2 separate regions of the Mus musculus genome follow, and region 1 is linked to region 2. The links are chromatin contacts, called in public Hi-C maps. All regions are on one chromosome and are shown on one strand. Each heading gives the region's core, a stretch centred on a gene start, on an enhancer-like site or on the middle of the called end of the contact. The rest is flanking DNA. Distances are from core to core; before and after follow the strand shown. Region 1 overlaps Gm34739 (a long non-coding RNA gene). Region 2 holds the start of Cobll1 (Cobl-like 1).

Region 1 (3,587 bases), core at 69-2,568, 160 kb before region 2:
ATTTCCTGGGGTTTCTATGGTTTATGTTATTTAAAAACACGCTGTCCATCATTCATTATATTCATGATAATTTTTATGGTTTTAATTACTGCCTTTCAACATAATTTACAGCTAGTCCAATTTTAAAGTTGTTGACCCTGCCTCTTAAACCTGGGAGAACGTTTTGCCTACTGTGCTGGAAAGAAATAGCCACTAAAAGATGCTTTAGAGACTAATTTAAGACAATTTCATACAATTCTATAAAACAATATAGAGATGAAATGATAATGATGTTCTAGTAAATTTAATTGGTCAGATTTTATCCATTAAATATGATTAGTTCAAGTCAACTAAAGTCCATAGAAGGAAGTTACCTCATCCTTGAGTCAACTAATCAGTTGACCTCACATGACCTCCAACATCAAATAGCCCTAATTCCATATTAATTACTTCAGAATGTAGAAAGTAGGTTTTCTTAAAAAGTGTGTATGACAGAGGTAGCTAAACCTAGTGAGGATGATGTAAGAGAACTTTAATTACTTCTCCCCACAGAAATGGAAGAGCCTGCATATCTCATCTCTGGGACATGGAGTGGACTGAGCTGGAAAGCCCCAAGGGTCAGTTTACAAAGTGTGCACAGTGTTGCGAACACCTGAGCTTGGGTAATTCACAACATTTCACTCGTGGGGTCTGGTACTCAAGTGTCCGGAGAGAGCAAAGGGACATGGAGTCAATATGGATTTCAACAAGGAAGTTCAGCAGCCTTCGCTCCAGACTAAGGCCATCACCGTATTCATACAAACGTAAGGAGCTGTGCCTAGCCACCACCCACTTGTGAGTGCCCCTGGCTCCCCCATTTTCCTTCCTTTCTTCTGAATTACACGTGGGAAGTAGCAGGGAAGGAGCTAGCAAGCTTGCTGGCTGCAAGCTCTGGCGAAACACACTTCTACAGAGGACTAAAACAGTTTGACTGACTTTTACTTTAAAAATTTATCGTTATTAAAAGGGGGCCATAAAAAAACAAGGTCATAAATTTATTTCAGAGTTAATATTATTTCAGGTAACGGGCAGCAAATTGTAACCATGGGCTTTTCTGTCCGTGCCCAACTTCTACGAAATAACAACTCTGAGACTTCTTATAGATTAATAAATGCCCAGGCCAATAGCTTTGACGCATTTCAGCTACTTCATAGCTCAGTTATCTGGTTTAAACTCGTCTAAACCATGCCATGTGGCTAGTTACCTCTCCTTCGGTTTCACGTGCCAGTCTCCCTCAGAGTTCTGGTTAAATGCTTGAAGCATGACTCTATCCCAGAGTTCTTCTCTCTGCAGAAACGCCCACCTCCTATTTCCTGCCTCACTTCATTGGCCAATCGGCTTTTGATTGGTGGATGAAGCTTCCATTAGTACAAGAGATTCTCTCTTCAGCAAATGATTTGATTTGGGCTTTCAACTACATTTGTCAGCTTCCTGGTGGTTTCCTGCCAAGGAAAACCCTTATTAAATAAAGTAGTGCTATAGAAACAGCTCTTGGTGTTGTGATTGTAGAAGCTGTTATCCCTGCTTCCCACAGAACAAGGCATCATCAGTGCTAGAAACTTGTGAGACGCTTCAACCTTGAACCTGAGTGTCCAGATCTCCAGGTGAGAGCATTTAATGAGAAACAGCACCCTAGATTCAAGACATCATCCGAGTGAGACTAACATCCTGATTAAGATCCCAGAGCTGACTGTAACTCCACCTCCAGGAGATCTGGAACCCTCCTCTGTTCTCTTAGAGCACCTGCACCTTCTCTTCCCCCCCTCCCTCTCTCTCTTTTTTCTCTCTCTCTCTACCCCCCCCCCCCCCACTCACACACACACACAAATACACGGTATGCATAGTTAAAAACAAGAACTTTTACCTCATGGCAATGAGCAAAGAGGCAGCTTTTGGGTGGTATTTTTCTTATATAAGGGGCAGAGCAGATGGCAGTCCTTTGTCCATCCAAGATTAATGACTGGCTTGGTGGCCAACGCTGTTTTATGCCTAGGACAAATCAAAAATCAAAATCAAATCAAATCAAATCCAAGCAGTGTGGCACGAGAGGAGGAAGACAGACAGAGACACCCATGAACTGCCATTGCCACCCACAGACCTGCCCTCCAGAGAATGGCCCAGGTGGACCCTAGACACTGGCTTACTGCCACTTCAAGTGGCACAGATGGAGGATGCCACCCAAGGGCCCATCAGCCATGTCGCCATCTTGCAGTAGGAGTTACCACAATGCATAATATTTGTGGTGGTCAAATGGGAGAGAAAGAGAAGTGGGCCAGCTTGAGCATTATGAAGATAGATGGTACTGAAGTCTGGAGGGTCGAGAGAAGTAGCCTGCTGTGAGTGCCCAGCCCCACCACCTGGGGCCGTGGTAAGGTCCCAACCCGAGCTGCTACTGAGGGCAAGGTCTGGGTTCTTGGCTACACAGTGGCAAGGGCCGGAGTCAATATCCATGGCTCAGTAGACATCCCTGGTCGAGGCAGCCTCCAGGAAGCACGGGGATGTCTAGGGCTATGTAAAACGGGCCCTGCCCCTCACTGGCTGCTGTGCTCTGGAGAGCTGGCCCCATCTCTCACCCAGGCAGCACAGTGGAACTGGTTCTGGTGGCTGGGGTGTCCCTAAGCTGGCCCAAAGGCATGAGTGTTGGAAATCTGACCCTGACTTGGGGTGGCATGGGTGCAGAGTTAATGGTCGCCTCCTCTGGCAGCAGGGAAAGCTGCCCACAGGGTCATGAGCATAGGAGAGCCCTGCAGCTCTCTAGCTGCAGCACTCAAGAAAGCAGGCCCTGCATGTCACCGGGACAGTACAGTAGAACTGGCCCTAGTGATGGGAACATGGGTGAGCCAGGAGTGTGAGGGATATACTATGGGATACTACAGCTTCCACTATGAGATGTTCTCTGTGGTTTGATCTTGTCTATTGTTTTTGCCATTTTGGGGGGTGAGACTGCAAGGGCAAAGGGCAGACATGGGGGGACGGGGAGCTGAGCAGGACTGGAGTGCATGATGGGAAACTCACAAGAAATCAGTAAGAAGAAAAAATGCAAAAAAGTAAAATAAAATCAAACCGTTTAAAATGGGCAAATGCAATTTGCCAAAGAGGGCGATGGGTCTTAAGACTGGATGAATGCAGGATGAGAAAAGTCGGCCACAGAGCAGCTCGTGGTGATGGACTGTAGCTAATGCTTCGCAGCTGCATTGGTTGCTTATGGCACAATAATTTCAACTGGTAAATCATAGTAATATTTCAATTAGACAAAAAGAAAGTCCATCGAAATCCTACTATTATGTGTTGAACGCTCCAAGATTCTTCCTGGCTGTGCTTTTAAATGAAGCTATCCATCTGATTTTCCATTTTCCTCTCTTACAGTGTGGTAGATTTAGAGTCTCTTCCCAAAGTTTCCTTTGTCACTAACCTGGGCATTTCTCCAAGCCCAAAGATAGTAGGGAAATTATACACTCGTCCTACATGATTTTCTTTTTTAAGCAACTGGATCTGGCTTTCATCTTAGCAAGTCTCAACCTTTCGCTATGTGTAGCTATGTTTTTGTTATTTTAAATGAATGCATCTCT
Region 2 (3,369 bases), core at 624-3,123:
AGTAGGTTACAGCAGGCTCAGCACTCTCCTTAACGTGATTCTACCAGGAAATGAAACATCTCACTTGTCAAGCAAGCCATTTGGGTAGGCTCAATTTCAGTGTGTGGAAAGTATGACCCTGCCCGGTGCCCAAGAACAAAAGGATGTAAGGGAAAAGTGGTGTCATGAAAATTGCACTCAGCAGTTACGAAATGTTGTAAAAATCTCTTAAAGATTAGCCTAACTGGAATCCATAATAGTACTAGGATGCCATAAATCAAGGTTGAAACTAATTAAGTGCTTGATCCTGTGATTCAAAGTTATAAACTTTAAGTAGTTTCAGTGTTCCTTGCTATTTACAGCCTGTCTATGCAACAGCTGTAAATCTGCTTATCCATTTACGGTCAGAAAGGATTCATGAACTTGTCAAACCAGTGTTATTATTTAAAGTCTAAAATCCAGATCCATTTCAAACAATTGCCTCGTTATTAGTCAAATTATTTAAAAGCAACTTTTAATGATAGAGTTCTAACACAGTCATCGCAGAAGTCACCACGATCTTCACCTCCATTTCATATTCAAAGATGTACTGAGACCATATTCACCACAAGGGAGAGGAAAGAGACAAAATCCAATTATGTGGAGTAGTAGTTAGTACTTTTGGTTCCAGAAATTATTGGTGGTGGTTGTAATGAATGAGCAACAAAGAACCTTTAATTAAGCACGGGTTATAAATACTAGTTTAATTTTAATGTGAACCAAAAATGTTAAGTCCTTTGTTATCCTACATCATGTTTTTATGCCTACAGATTTGCCACTTGAGGTATCCATTTATATATTTTTAATTTAGCATTATTTCCTGATGTTCGCTTTTGGACTCATCAATATGATTTACTTTAAAACAGTTGGCAAGGGTCTAAGGGTAAGGAGACAATATGCACCCGGTTGTCAGGTGGCACGTCTCCTCTGAGAAGAACTCTTGCAGGAACCGAAACTACAAACAAGCAAGCACTGTCTGAGATTCCTTTATTCCTGTGAAACTTCCAGGAGGCCACTAAATCTCTGCTGTTCTTTCTTAGCTTATAGACTGTCATCATGAGAACGTCCAGTCCTCAAATCCCAGCTGTTGGCTGTTTACATCAAGAGAGGCATGTCTGGGAAGACTGGACGAGCTTAAACCTGCCAGGGATTAAAAAGATCACAATGTCAGAGGTGCCTTTTAAGGGCTAGCAACCGTAGGGGTCAGTAAGGTTAAAAAGAAAATCCTGCACTTCGAAGGTCAGACTGCAGGTGGTCAATCAGCAGGACTCGGTCCATGAGCTCTCCTCACTTCCGCTACAGCTTGGGTCCTCCCTGGGGTTTTGCTGGCCAGGTAGCCTCCCTGTCCGCCCACTCTTCCTCTTGGGTTCGCGAGGCTTCCCAAAGCTACTCAGTGTCAGTGGGGACTAAAACGAGCAGCCTAGACGCTTCCTCTCCACCGGCCTCCCCCGCGGTACCTAAAAGCCGCGTGCTCCGCGGAGGGGTGCGGGGTGGGGTAGGAAATTCCTCCTCGCTCCACGTCCCCGCCCGCTCGCCCTACCCGTCCCCTCTCCGGCTGGCTGCTCTGCTCGCTCCGATGCTGACCTCGTCACCCTCACTTCTGCAGAGCGAGGTGGCCGAGGCGGCTGCGAGCTCGGGGCTCCCGGCAGGGCCATGGGGCAGGGTGAGTTGGGGCGCGGGCGCGGCGGCCGGGGGCCGGCCGCTTTCCGCCGCGCGCTCGCTCCGGGCGTCCGAGCTAGCCGTGCGGGGGAGGAGCGGAGCCTGGACGGGCCGGGTCCCCTAAAGCGGGCAGTGGCTTGGGAAGGCGGGGGCGCTGTGGTTCGCAGCTCCTCCGGAAAAGTTTGCACGGGATTCAGTTGGTGCGCAGCGGGCCGCTGGAGCCCAAGCACTGCGGGCGTGGCGACCGTCCCGCGCCCGGTCCGCTCCTCCTCCTCCTTCACAGCCCGGGCTGCCGCGCGCCGCCCCTTCGCCCGGGACTGGCTGCGGGCTGCGGCCGGGGCGGGGACCTGTAGCCGTCGTCGCGGCGCCCTCGGGCAGGGACCGACCGGCAGGTGGAAGCGCCCCGGGGAGGCGGGGCCGCCCCTGGCTGCCGTGGGTCGAGGCGGGCTCTTGGCCCGGCCGCTCCCGCCCTGACCCGCCGGCCTCTCCCACCCTAGCAGTGACGCGCCGCCTCCGAGCCCGAGCCCGCGCCGCGGCCAGCAGCGCGATGGACCGCAGCGTCCCGGATCCCCTACCCCGCAGCGCGCCCCGCACCCCCGCCATGCAGCCCGCGGGCTCCGCAGGGTAAGTAAGCCTCCCTCCCGGCCGCCGAGGCCTCGCGCGCTTCACCTGCCCGAGGCGAGCTCCCCGCGGGGCCGCCGGGCTCCCGGGCCGACCCACACGCGGGCGGGAGACTGCGTCCTCCCGGACGAGTCGGGGTGGGGGGTTCGGTACTTTGGGCAAGCTTTCCGATCGGGGTTACGGAAGGCCAGGCGAATGGCAGGCGTTGGGTGAGGAGTCCCGGAGCAAAAGTGGTAACAAAGGGCCCCTTGTTGGGGCTCTGTAGCGGCGGGGGGGACGACACCTGTAAGCGCGCTCCGGGAAAGGAAGGAAAAGTTTCCACAGCCAAGCGCTCCAGCCCAGGAGGATGGTTTCTGTCAAGGTGACTGCAAGGAAGGGGCTTCCTGAAAGTCCACGGAGGGCGCAGCAAGGTGTGCCAGCTGTCAGCCCGGCTTGACAGTTCCGGGAGCAGGCGGGGTGCTCGCCTCTGACTGGGGGTGTGTGTGTGTATGTGCTTCTGGCCAATTGGTGATGCCAAAGCCGAGTGCGAAGTCAGTCGCATTGGCAAACACCTATACTTTTTTTTTTTTTTTTTTACCGTCACGTGTTTGAGGAGCGATTGGAAGGGAAGGGGCTGTCACATGGTGAGTTAATATTAAATGAAGCATGCCTTCCTGCCAAATATGCTAAACATCACTCTGTTAAACGTTTGGGTAAACAGTGGTGGGAACAGGTAGTCCTGCAAGGGCCAAGGAGAACTTGAGAATAACCTTTGTCGTAGTAAATGGTCAAGCTACACAACCCTGTCCTAGGTGAGACCGCCTCACTGCTGTCATGTAGCCTCTTTGCCATAAAGCACCCCCAGTTTCTCTTTTTCTTTGTTAATCAGAACCTAGAAATGCCTTAAGCAGAGTATGAAAATTCCGGAAATTGGAACATTAAGGAACAGGCGACTTTGTAAGCAATGAATGAAAGTCGTTCTTTTTTTTTTTTTTCCCCTGGTTTAAGAGTGAAGAAGTCATTTTTCCCTGGAACATGACAGGCGTTTCCTTAGGAGCAAGTCACAGCATGTTTATTCATCAGAGGCCATGC

Evidence for each region. Hi-C and Micro-C count contacts between places; a contact is called where the count stands out from the background.
Region 1: a Hi-C map of the N1E-115 cell line shows a contact between it and region 2, with 2.4 times the contacts expected there. The contact joins the enhancer-like site here to the promoter of Cobll1 in region 2. A contact is called at or near these places in 2 of 39 promoter capture datasets (the 3T3-L1 cell line and 3T3-L1-derived adipocytes), 3 of 484 Hi-C or Micro-C datasets (the HL-1 cell line, the N1E-115 cell line and pre-B cells) and 1 of 9 other capture datasets (liver).

What each region holds. Positions count from the first base shown.
Region 1 is chr2:65,399,977-65,403,563 of GRCm38.p6, reverse strand. It overlaps Gm34739 (a long non-coding RNA gene), which reads left to right. Exons shown (of 4, transcript XR_374587.2): 3 at 532-782; 4 at 1,553-1,755. Among named protein-coding and RNA genes, the nearest start is that of Gm34739, 14 kb to the left of the region's middle. Within about 2 kb of position 1,318, at least 11 of the 459 cell types and tissues checked have an H3K27ac peak or open chromatin away from gene starts, as enhancers often do. A contact at or near this core is called in the N1E-115 cell line, where this site is marked.
Region 2 is chr2:65,237,295-65,240,663 of GRCm38.p6, reverse strand. It overlaps Cobll1 (Cobl-like 1), which reads left to right and starts at 1,873. Exons shown (of 14, transcript NM_177025.6): 1 at 1,873-2,301. The coding sequence starts at 2,225. It overlaps Gm13594 (a long non-coding RNA gene), which reads right to left. Exons shown (of 2, transcript XR_001783320.2): 1 at 2,582-3,369; 2 at 468-1,158.